2 separate regions of the Canis lupus genome follow, and region 2 is linked to region 1. A link is a contact called in public Hi-C data. All regions are on one chromosome and are shown on one strand. The core of a region is the stretch at or near the end of the contact, and the rest is flanking DNA. Distances in the headings are between cores, read along the strand shown.

Region 1 (6,234 bases), core at 2,815-5,314:
ACTATTTATGGCATTCATTTTTTGTTTTACAATCTAAGTGTTACTATATAAACTCTTACCAGAAAAGAAACACTAACAGTGTTTGTCCATGCAACTAAAATGTGCTCATAGCTCATCGTGCCCTTTCTTTGAAAGAGGGCCATGAGGATTTTCTGCTGAAGGAAGTTAAGGGTGTTAGTAGGTGTTAGAGGATTGGAGATGATTGTCTGAATTGGATTTCTGTCTCTATGATGGCGTCCGGTTTTGAGAAGCTTTGGGGTGTGTCAGAAGCCAGGGTGGCCCGGTTAGCACATGAGCTGGACTTTTCCTCATGATGGCACTTAGTGGATGCTGAGACCTTTCTATCTCTGAATGCCTCGTGGCAGTAGTGGAGCCTAGGTTCAGTCCCTGTGTGGACTCAGGGAGTGCTAAACCTCTGAGGAGGAGGTGTGGAGCCCACCTTTGTGAAGCACTGTGCTTCTGGGACGTGGTATGGATATTTGCCAGAGATGCCGTGTTTGGCGTGTTTGGTTTTCAGGGAATGACCTTAAAATCTGCGACATGAGTGCTCAGTCCTTGTGGACAGGCAAGGGGCGTCTGGTGTGTAGGAAGACATGCATTGAGGGTAGCACCAGCCTGTTGGAAACTCACTTGCAGAGATCCTTTGCTCTTGTTTCACTTCATACCTATATTTAGTACCTTTACCTTTATTTTTTAAATATTTATTTATTTTAGAGAGAGAGTATGCATGTGGAGGGAGGGGAGAGGCAGGGAAAGGCAGAAGAGGAAGAGAGAGAAAATTAAGCAGGCTGCACACTCTGCACAGAGCCTGATGTGGGTCTGTTCTCACAGGCCTGAGATCATGACCTGAGCAGAAATCACGAGTCAGATGCTTAACCAAATGAGCTATGCAGGTGCCTCAGCACTTTTTCCTTTTTTTTGCTTCAGACTCAGAAAATTATAGATTTTAAGCTTTTTCCATTAGAATATGTAGATTTGCTAGGCTCTTTTTTTTTTTTTTAAGATTTATTTGAGAGAGAGCGAGTGTGAGCTGGGGCAAAGGGAGAGGGAGAAGCAGACTCCATGCTGAGCAGGGAGCCCAATGTGGGGCTGCATCCCGGGACCCTGGGATTGTGACCTGAGTTGAAGGCAGATGCTTCACTGTTTGAGCCTCCCAGGTGCCTGTTAGTTTTGTTTTAGATAGTTAAAAAGATGCATGCTTTTTATTTTTTTGTTTTTTTTTTATTTTTTTATTTTTTTATGATAGTCACAGAGAGAGAGAGAGAGGCAGAGACACAGGCAGAGGGAGAAGCAGGCTCCATGCACTGGGAGCCCGACGTGGGATTCGATCCCGGGTCTCCAGGATCACGCTCTGGGCCAAAGGCAGGCGCCAAACCGCTGTGCCACCCAGGGATCCCATGCTTTTTAAAATACAAGAACAAACTTTAGAAATAAGCCTGACTAACTCACTGTTAATGGGAAAATATTTTCAGAAAGGGTAGAAACCACATGTGCATTTTTGAAACAAACTAAGAGCAGAGAATGGGGTTAAGTGAATGGATATCATGGAGGTGAATATATCATGGAGGTGAATTTAGAACAGGCTCATTCGTGATTTACTGCTGCTGCTCCTACTATCACTAATAATAGTCCTCCTGGGGAGATGCCATTTTCTCTTTATGGTGAGTGTGAGCTCTTATCATCCCCTCCTTACCCTGGGGGAAGGAGACCAGGAAGCCAGGGTCCCCAAAGCAGCATAGCCCCCTACTTGGCAGAGCTAGGATTTCACTAAGGTCTTACATGATTGTGGATCTGCGTCGTACTATGCCAAGCAAATCACATGGGTTTAGACGAAGGTGACATGAGAAGGTAGGATCATTTCAGGTATCTGAGAACTAAATTGTAGAAGTGGTGGATTGAGTTTGTTCTGTGTTGCATACTAGAAAGAATGATGAAAAACTCAGGAAGACAGATTTCTGCTCAGTGTGAGAGAGAATGTTTGATGACCAGGTCTCTAGCTTTATTTCCGTCTGTACCCCAGCCCCTGTGTTGGAGCTGGTGGTTCAGTGACTCTTTGCTGAATGAGGAAATGCGGAGGCAGAGAGGACGTGGTGAGCGTCCCATCACCACCCCTGCCCAGCAGACCCCATATGTGCTTCTGTTTGGGTCATTACAGAAGTCACTACACCAGTTGGGAAGTTGGGCCAAACACTGTAAGTCCTTTTCCACGAACACTTCACTCTACCTGCCCTACCCCCATTGGGGTTCTTTGCCCAAGCAGTGAACACCTGCTAATATAATGTCTCCCAAAATCATCATAAAAACTACACTTCAGGGTGCCTGGGTAACTTGGTTGAGCAGCTGCCTTCAGCTCAGGTTATGATGCCAAGGTCCTGGGATCCAGTCCTGAGTCGGGCTCCCTGCTGAGCCGGGAGCCTGCTTCTCCCTCTCCCCCTGCCCCTCCCCTTGCTTGTGTTCCCTCGCTCTCTCGCTCTTTCTCTTTCTGTCAAGTAAATAAAATAAAAAAACTAAACTGATTTTTGGAGGGCAGGACTCTTTTGTTCTATTGTGTTACTGGCATCTAGCACTTAGTACCTGCATCTAGCAGGTACATAGTATGTGCCACGTCTGTACTGAATGAATTGTGGACAGGAAGTGATTGAGGAAGGAGCCAACTGGTTGTGAGCACAATGATGTGGTGTGGTAGAGACTTTTTGAAATCAACCAGGCAATAAGGAGGGACTCCCTGTTTGTCGTTGTGATCGTTCACTATCCTGCAGGTTTTGGTTTCATGTGATACTGTGTTGGTAGCCACCAAGTATTTTATTTATAAAGTCTGTTGTCATGAATGTGACCAGTGTGCACTTTCTGTACCTGAGAAGTTACTACCTGCAATGGTAGAAAGTTTCCAGTACCTCTGGATTCTGTGACAGGCACTGTTACTTACGTGCTTTCCTCTGTAGTTCACTGAATGTGCACAGTAGAGTTTGTGGATGGAAAGAGATGCAAATAATTTCAATTGGATTTTTTAGCTGAGTCAGTAATTTTTCTTACAGACCAGAGTGAGCTCCGAGCAGGAACATTTCCTCATTGTTCCCTTTGGACTTCTCTATAGTGAAGTGACTGCATCCAGTTTGGTAAGAATATCCTTTTCCTCTTGGGCATCATGTGTGTTTAGGCCATAGTCGATAATTAAACACCTTTCAATCCCAGAATGAAAAATAAGTTTATGTTTTGTGTGATAAATTCAGAAAAAAGCTTTAGAATTTGTTATAAACACTTAAAACTTTGGTTTAAATAATTTCTTAGAAAGGTAATTTGAAATCCTCGACATTTAAATTTTTTATTTGCGTATTTTCAGGTTAAAATCAATTTACAAGGAGATGTAGTAGATCGTGGAAGTACTAACCTAGGAGTAAATCAAGCTGGCTTCGTGTTACACTCTGCCATTTATGCTGCGCGACCAGATGTGAAGTGTGTTGTGCATATTCATATACCAGCAGGAGCTGCGGTGAGTGTGCTGCTCTGGTAGCAACTCCGATTTTAAAATTATTTAGTGGAAGGCACTTCACATTTCCTTATAATTGTGCTCTCTTGAGGCAATATGTCAATAAGCCAATTTTGTTGGAGTAAAGTATTTTTTTTTTTAACTAAGTTTGACTTTCTTAAAAGAATTTTTTTGGGGACGCCTGGGTAGCTCAGTGGTTGAGCATCTGCCTTCGGATGAGGGCATGATCCTGGGGTCCCGGGATCAAATCCCACATCAGGTTCCCTGCGGGAAGCCTGCTTCTCCCTCTACCTAGGTCTTTGCCTCTCTGTGTCTTTCATGAATAAATAACATCTTAAAAATTTTTTTCTTTTCTTTTAAGGGGTCCATACGCTATCTAGTTTTTGGAAAACCTGTGTGAGTCTGAAAGTGTCCACTAGACTTAATAGAAAATCAGCATGCTGAGGGTGAGGTCAGACTTCAGGGTATAGAAGACTGCTGGGATCTGCAGAGAGACTGCACAGACACCTCGTCTGGGAAGAGGGTAGGACAGGAGGAAGAGAGGGGCTCAGGCAGACTGCGGGGTGAGGGTGCTGTGGGCTCAGGGAAGGCCTGGGGGATGCAGGAAACCTAAGCCTGCTGATGGACTGTGGGGAAGAGCCAGGTATGGGAGGGAGAGATTGAGGCGTAGAGGCCCTTAGATGTCTGCATAGAGCCAGCAGACGCCCAGGCTGGGTCAAGATAGGAAGGAAGGGGCTGTTGCAAGGAGAAGGCACAACCCTTATACATAGCTGTTAGGAGATCTGGCCTCCAAGCCTGGAGCCCAGAGCCTGCCTCAGCCTGGTCACAAAGCCCAGGCCCTTCTGGTGCCAGCAGCCCACACCTCCCAGCATGAAAACGCGATTCCGGTTGTTGGTACAGTCATGTGACAGGGAACCATGACGACTATACCACACATGACCTTGTGGATTCAGTAATGGTGAATTTTAATCTATCTTGATGTTTTAATGTCATATATATTGGGTTATTTTAATGAATGTTAGATCTATCTGGCTTTTTTTTTTTTAATTTTGAACATGTGGTTCTAAATGTCCACATGAGTTTTATTTTATTAGCTCCATCATTTTCTGAATTTTTTTTCTAAAAAAAAAAAAGCATGTTCTTTCAACCACAAAAAAAGTCCATGCATTTTAACGAACCAGTAGAGGTACCTTTGAGAATATGGTTGCAAACAGCTTACCATGTAATTTGTTTTAAAACATACCAAATCACTTCACTTGGAAAGTTCTTTTCCCAGGAGGGCTGATGCCATGAAAGGGATTAAATGTGGCGTCTTTTTTGAGTCTTTTAGTTGCACCTTTGTGTGCAGTTGTTCCCCTGTGAGTGCTGTTGAAATCTTTGGAGCCTGTTAGTCTAGGTAGAAAACCTTCAAAATTAACATGTTTTAAGTTCAGTTTGGGAAAGTTAAGGAAACTTAAGGGTTATATGAACACTTAGATTGTTTTACTTCAGTAGAGGAAGCATGATTATTGTAAACTTCAGAAATTGGCGTTTATCTACATTTCAGGTTTCAATTTCACCTGCATCCTTAGAGGAAAAGTGCATCAGAACCTTACAGCATTTCTAAAACCTCTCTTTGCAGGGTCATGACTCACTCAAAGGGAACTGTAGGGCCTGGCTTGTCTTGGCGTGAAGCCTGAGCTCATACAGGGTCATGATCAGTGTGGGAGAAGTCCAGAAAGCTGTGGAGTTTCTTCTGAGGCTCTCCCAGGGTAGCAAGCAATGCCTTTGACTTTTAAGTGTTAGTTAGCCCCCCAAGTAAGGTTCATCCTAAGTTTATAGTTTTATTTATTTCTGAGAAGAGAACGGAATGAAATATGTTCCCTTTCATTTCTTTGAGGAAAGCATTTGCTACATCATCAGTGTGTGGCTGTCACTTTGCCTTCATTCATGGTGACTGCTTGTTCTCTAGGTCTCTGCGATGAAATGCGGCCTCTTGCCAATCTCCCCAGAGGCACTTTCCCTTGGAGAAGTGGCTTACCATGATTATCATGGGATTCTGGTTGATGAGGAGGAAAAAGTATTAATTCAGAAAAATTTGGGGCCTAAAAGCAAGGTCAGTAGGCATCTAATCTGGTGCTTAATTTGTAGAAGAAAGAAAAAAGTCAAAGTAGCAGTCTTCTTGTGTAGCTCCCTCGAGCTTTCGTATTTCCTGGCAGGTTCTTATTCTCCGGAATCACGGGCTGGTGTCTGTCGGAGAGAGCGTTGAGGAGGCCTTCTACTACATCCATAACCTGGTGGTCGCATGTGAGATCCAGGTAGGCGGCAGCCTCCCTCTGCAGCCTGTGGCTTCTCTGAGTGTTTGCAGGGTTCTTGTTGATTTTTGATACTTGTTTTGTAGGAATGAGTCTTTGCTAACCTCTTTGTCCGAGATGAGCCTAGTGGATTTGAATATTGACCAGAGCAAATGCCCTTTCACTGATTTAAGTTATCAAATGATTACTGGACTTTTTGTTTTTAGTTTTGTATTATTCAAATACATGAGTCACCACCATTTATGGAGTACTAGTGTGTGCCAGCCCTGGTATCAGGTGCTTTATTTACGTGTGCCCCCCCATGACACTGTTCGTGGAAAAGCAGGTACAGAGAAGGAGAGACTTACCCACTGTCCTGTGGTGGTGGGTGACACCGAGCCAGCTCTGCTCAACCCCAAGTGTGTACTCCCTGATGGTAACTTGACATACATCTGAGCAGTCCTGCAAGTCCTC
Region 2 (6,249 bases), core at 1,171-3,670, 110 kb before region 1:
ACTTGGGAATATGGAAGTGAAACTAAAAGAATGAGGTAAAAGTTGCCATGGAAAATGAGGGGTAGGGGACGGCTGTGTTCTGTAAGTAGCCCTTGTAAAATCTATGTAACTCTCTAAATCACATGCACATGTAACTCCAGTAACGAGTTGAAACTAAATTTAAAACATACATTCAAATGAGCTGCGTGCCCAATTTCATCTTGTTGGTAAACTGGCAGGATGTAAACGTGTGCCTCAAGACCAGCTCATTCGTGCAACCCTAGAAAGAATGACTATAGATTCTCCTTATAATAAGTAAATACATGAAGGTGTAACAACAAAATGCTGCTTTTACCTGCTCTTATATATTGGGGTGCCAAGGAAGAGTTTGATGCCAGTAAGTAAAAAAATGCCTTCTCATGGTTCTCGTTTGTATTTATTCCTTGCTGGTGAGGTGGAATGTGTTTAAAGCTGTCTCAGTGGTAACACACAGTTCCCATTTTCAGCTAAAGGGAGAAACTTGTAAATAGCTCATAAAATTGCTTTTTATATTCATCCCTTGTTGATGCATGCATTTTGCACGTATTCCTCCCCAGCTTGTGGTTTTCCTTTCAATTTTATTTATGGCATTTCTGATGTTCAGCTTTTTGGGGTCACTCTGATGTTGCCGTATCTGCTGGTTCTTTCCTTTATCCCCCAAAGCTGGTCCTTCTGCCTTTCGTGTTGTGCCTGGAGAGCCTGCCTCATCCAGAGTGTATAAGCACCCCCATTCTCTTTTAATACATCTTTTTTTTTTTTAAGATTTTATTTACTTATTCATGAGAGGCAGAGAGAGAGAGGCAAAGACATAGACAGAGGGAGAAGCAGGCTCCCTGCAGGGAGCCCGATGTGGGGACTCGATCCCAGGACCCCAGGATCACACCCTGAGTCAAAGGCATATGCTCAACCCCTGAGCCACCCAGGTGCCCCTCATATCTATCTTTCTTTCTTTCTTTCTTTCTTTCTTTCTTTCTTTCTTTCTTTCTTTCTTTCTTTCTTTCTTTCTTTCTTTCTTCTTTCTTTCTCTCTTTCTTTCATTCTTTCTTTCTTCTTTTTCTTTCTTTTTCTCTCTCACATGTTAAGCCTTTGATCTGGGTGGAACTTATTTTGGCTTAAGATGGAAGGTAGGATCTCTTTCTTTCTCTAATGGTTAGCCAGGCATTCTAACACTATCTGTGAATGAGTTGAGATAAACACCACCCTTAACTTTTTGCAATATGAAACAGAAAAAACCCCAGCAACCTTGTATCTCTGTGCGGTTCTGTGGGAGCAGGCACACAGGTTCTGCCGCCAGACTTCCTGAGAGCACCGGGTTTTGTATCTGATAATGGGGCTCGGTGCCATCTGCAGTGGCTGCAGGATGAGTTGGAATAAGGGATATGAGCAGGGGCTCCAGGAAGGCCTTGGTGCCCCCCTGACAGGGCCTGGTTCGGTTATGCCTCCAGTGACCCTACTCCTCACTCCCCTCCTGGCCCTCCTAGCATGCTAACCTGGCTTCCCTGTGAGATAGTAGCCTTGCGGTTCTTGGAGTCCCTGGATTCTCCCCTTTGCCCCACCACCCCTCTCACAGCCAGTTCCACCTGGACACTGCTCAGAAGACCACTGTGGATGGTCCATGTTCATCTTCTCCCAGTCCCACTACTGTGCAAGGCCAGCCGAAAGGCAGTTTGGGCAGGGGGCTCAGAAGCCGTGCACCCTGGGCCTGAGCCATTCTAAGCTGCTGTGATGGGCACTGGCTGGCGCTAAGCCTGGGGCCCAGGGCACTCTGCCTCAGCCTGGGGGTGGGGGATGGGAACACAGGTGGGCACCGTGACATCAGTTTGGCTGATTGGTCAGGGGGTGGTGTACCCAGGCCAGCATCTGGGAGCCTTAGAACTGCCCACCAATGTTGGGGGTGCCCCTGAGAGTGGGAGTTGAGGCCAGAGTCCACTCTTGAGAGTGGATGACTGGAAAGGTGAAAGGAGTGATCCTCCATCCTCACCTTGGGGCAGGGGGCTGTAGGCTCTCCCAGAACCTGCGAGGGGCCCAGCTGGGCAGGAAGCTCTGGGAGCCTGGCTGGGCAACTCTCCCCTTCATTCTTGCTGAGTCAGGGCCTGGAGGGCAGCCCTTGGAGCCTGCCCAGGCTCACCTTTATTCCTCCCACCTCTGGTGGAGGAGAAAGGCTTCACTATCCCACTTCATCCCATTGTCCACTGCTGGCAGAGGAGGACTGGATGTCCCCTCACCCTGGATGGGCTGATAGGTGGGGCCTGCCAGGGGTTCCAGGAGGCTTCCCGCCCTGAGGGCCACAGCTTCCCCTTCCCAAGCCCCATGGGCTTCCCCTGCCAGAGCCCAGGGCCTTCCAGGAGGTCACGTGGATGGCAGGGTGTAGGAGCTTCAGAGGAGGGGTTGAAGAGGTGGAGAGAGAAGGCTCCATGTGTACAGACACCCACCTCCTCCACACTACGAAGGCCGGAAGTGGGACGAGAATAGAATGGGCCACTTTCAAGTTCCAAATTGGGCTCCGGGGGCTGAAAGCAGGCGTGGTTGGATACAAAAATAGAAACAAGAGTCTGTGCGTGGGCCCTACCTCCTCTACCGGTGGGGTTGGTGTCTTAAAATAGAATGTCTTAATGGGGCCAGCCTGACACTGTTATTCTCTGTGGAAAATTCACCCAAACAAACCCCTGGGAGGGCAAACAGCAGCCAATCTGGCCTTGGGGGACACTGTTGGTGGCTGCTGGCAGGGTGCAGCCCACTTGGGGAGGGCAGGTAGATGGGCAGGGAAGGCCCACAGCCCACAGCACTCCATTTTCCAGGAGAGCCCTCCAGGCTACCAGGGCCACTCGGTTCTGTCATCCCCAGAAAGGCTTCTCTGACTCTATCAACCTACACCCTGTCTCATATGGCCATGCCAGGGCCCGGGGGGCAGCAGAGCACCATCCAGGCACTCATCCTGGTGGCCCACCCAGAGGCCCACAGACAGTGCCACCTGCTGAGGGCAGCCTCTGAGCATGGCCCTGTTCTGGATGATTCTGGGGATACAGACCTGGCCAACAAGACCTCCCCCCAGGGTCCCTGCCTGGAGGGAGTGCGAGCCAGGAAGTCCAGCGAGCTCTATGCAATGGGGCAGGTGGGGGCTGAGATGTGGGTGGGTATCTGGACAGGAACTCTAGTGACTGGGACAGGGATACTGAGCTGGGTCCTCAGGACGGATGCAGGAGGGTGAGGAGGCAGTGGGGAAACCAGCTTGGGAGCTCTGGTTTGGAGTCTCAATGAGACTCCCCATCTCTTCCCAGCACACAGGCATCCTGTAAACCTCTGCTGCCTATATTGCCATCCTCCAGCCCTGGTTCCCACTCTACTGCTGTCCCCCTGTTTCCAGCAAAGGAAAAGACATCCCCACCTCCACCCAGGGCAAAGCAGTGTGAGGGAGCACTGGAGGCCCTGCCGGAGGTTCAGAAATGGCCTGGAGCCAAAGGCAGACAGCTCCTGCCCAGCCTGTCCCCTTGTCAGGCACATACTGTGAATGACCCCTGGAAGAGCCCAGCAATCAACACACCCTCCCAGCATCACTGCCTCTTCCTCACCTGCTGGGCCATGTGGCCAGGGGCCTGCCCAGGGTGGCTCCAAATGCTCTCACCTGGGGGATAGGAGAATGGGGTGGACACTGGTTCCCCATGTTCCCGCCTAGGAGCTAAATTGCCAGAGGGTACAGTGCTACAGCCATCAGCCTTGGCCTGGCCCAGGAGTAAGCCTGCCAGGGTGTCAGCCACAGCCCACAGCCAGCCTGGTGAGGCGGTACCTGGCATGACAATAGGGCCGCTCCTGGGGCTGGGCTGGGAGAGGAGGCTGATGCTTCCAGGGTCCTCTGGATATGGGCACCCAGGTGAGCAGCTGCGTAAACTTGCCCTTTCCTGCTGTCCCTTGAGGCCTTCGTCTGCTCATCCATCAACCACTTATTGAGCATCTACTCTGTAACAGAGGGCACTGAAGCCCTGGGGAAGGAGGATGCCTGGTCCCAGCCTTGTAAGATGATACTCCAGGTGAGGTCCAACCAGAATCAATAAAAATACATAGGGGTTTAGGGGAAGGGGAAGAAAAAAAAAAATATATATATATATATACACACATAAGGGTTCAGAGAAGGATGGGCAGGGAGAGAGCATAATGGTGGGCAGCTTTAAAAAGAGAAATGAGAAATGAGGAGAGCACTATCTAAGAATGTGGAGCTAAAACAGAGACTGAGGGAAGTGAGGAGGTGAGCCATACAGAAATCTGGGGTCAGAATCATCTAAGAAGGAACAGCAAGTGCAAAGGCCCTGGGGTGGGAATGTGCCTGGTGTGTGGGAGACCCAACCTTCTTTACTGGGCTCTTTCCCCAGCAGCCAGAAGGCGAGTGTGGCTCCTGGAGGTGGGCACTTGCAGGGAGAGGTGCTCGGAGAGAACAGAAGGGTTGTACAGGTCCATGCCCACAGTGAGAAGTCAGGCATTTGCCCTGGGAAGCTCCAGAGTAGAGAGGGATCATGATCTAACTGGCATTGTGACTGAATCCCTCTGACATCGGATATTGCAAAGCAAGGACAGGAACAGGAGACCAGATGAGTGAGGATGGTATGGTAGGGTCTGAGAGGGGGCAGGATTCTAGGCAGACAGGGTAAGCACAGGCTGGAGATGGGGAGGGCAGAGGACATGAAGGGCTTGCTTTTGGATGTGTTAAACCTGAGATGCTTGGCGATATCCAGGCAGAGATGGTGAGTGGGCCTTGGATCATGAGCCTGGCAAGTCTGTGCCAAGCCTGGTGGTCAGCACAGAGGCTGGCACTGGTGACATGACTTTAGGAAGGGTCAGGATTCATGCAGCTCCAAGGCTTTGGGAAGGGGGATGACCCCTGGGCTGGTGGCAGATCTTGCCCCCTCCCACTCCATCTTAATCTTATCAAAGTCCTGCCCCGCACCCCACCCCTAGACTGCAGCTGCTCTAGATGTGCTGGGCCCTGGCACAGCCCACCAAGTCAGCAGCCATGGCTACCCTCTTGATGGCTGTGGCAGAGGGACTAGCCCTGCTCTTTGGCCCTCCCCCGCTGAGTGCAGTTCAGGAGTCACTTGTGGGCCTTTCATATGGTTGTGCTCTGCGGTGGCCTGCCCCATCCTCCCCCTGGCCACCCAGAGCTCATTGCCTCATTCTGCTCACCTTCAGAGCCGGGCCAGCCTGCCTGAACACTTTCCCCAGCAGTCGAGAGCCTCCTTCTTACCTGTGACTGTCCTGCTGGCTCCTGTGGAAACCCCCTGAGGGCCCAGCTCCTCTGACCTCTGCCTCCTGTACTCCCTGGCTTGACAGGCTGCTTTGAGCAGCGCTGAGGTCCAGCCAGGATGCCCTCTCTCCCCAAGGCTTGGCTTATGCTGTGGAGGAAGGACAACAGCAAGGTGAGTTTTCGATTCTCTCCAAGGTGGAGGCTGCCTGCTGTTCCCCATTTGGCTGATATGCCCTGCACACACAGAGGCGGATGTGCATTTGCAGGTGATATATCTCTGGAGCACTTGGTCTGTCCCAACTGTTTGCTGTGACCCTGATGATGAGGCCTCTCTGCCATGAGGCCTCTCTGCCATTAGTCACCTGGGAACGTGGCATTTGAAACTGGCCCCTGCTGTCATGCTCTGGCTGGAGGCACAGATGTCTGGCTTTCTTCCACCCTGTTCCCGGTCCATCCCCCTCCCCAGCCACCCACTCCAGGAAGAGGTCACTCATGGTTGACAAGATGTTGTCTGCTCACATGTGTATGTATCTGCTCCTTCCCATGAGCTGCAAGAGTGGGGCTTTTCCTATATCACCTTGGGGTCTCCAGGGTGCAGCAGAGGGCTGGCACTTGGTCTGCTGAACCATCAGAAAACACACATGTTCAGCTGTGAGATGGTAAGCACTTTTATCAGGAGCTCCAGCCCAGCCCAGCCAGCCCTGGGCCTCCTCCACATGGAGCCCTGTTCCAAGAGTGACTACGTGGGATGCTAATGGTGGCTGACCCAGTCACTTCCACAGCATTTCTGTGGGCTTGGAGGGGCAGAATTTCAGAATCTCTGGGGTCTATGTGCAACCCGGAGAGCCAGACTCAGCTGTGGGTGGGTGGAGTCACAGATGGGGGGCCAGGGTGAGAGAGGGTGGTACTGGGCCAGCAGAGAGAGTATCTATCAGCGGTGAGGGCTGAAGGGCTGGGGTACTAGGCTCCTTGCTTGCTTCTATCCTCCACCAAACTTT

What was found. A called contact is a pair of places that touch in the nucleus more often than the background predicts.
Region 2: a contact with region 1 is called in a Hi-C map of skin fibroblasts, with 2.3 times the contacts expected there. The contact joins two enhancer-like sites. A contact is called at or near these places in 5 of 9 Hi-C or Micro-C datasets (amygdala, blood, liver and 1 more).

What each region holds. Positions count from the first base shown.
Region 1 is chr3:61,909,746-61,915,979 of UU_Cfam_GSD_1.0, reverse strand. ADD1 (alpha-adducin) reads left to right here. Exons shown (of 15, transcript XM_038533206.1): 5 at 3,036-3,116; 6 at 3,341-3,490; 7 at 5,439-5,582; 8 at 5,686-5,784. Among named protein-coding and RNA genes, the nearest start is that of MFSD10, 29 kb to the right of the region's middle. Within about 2 kb of position 4,064, at least 2 of the 20 cell types and tissues checked have an H3K27ac peak or open chromatin away from gene starts, as enhancers often do.
Region 2 is chr3:62,022,587-62,028,835 of UU_Cfam_GSD_1.0, reverse strand. No RefSeq gene overlaps it. Among named protein-coding and RNA genes, the nearest start is that of SH3BP2, 4.9 kb to the right of the region's middle. Within about 2 kb of position 2,420, at least 5 of the 20 cell types and tissues checked have an H3K27ac peak or open chromatin away from gene starts, as enhancers often do.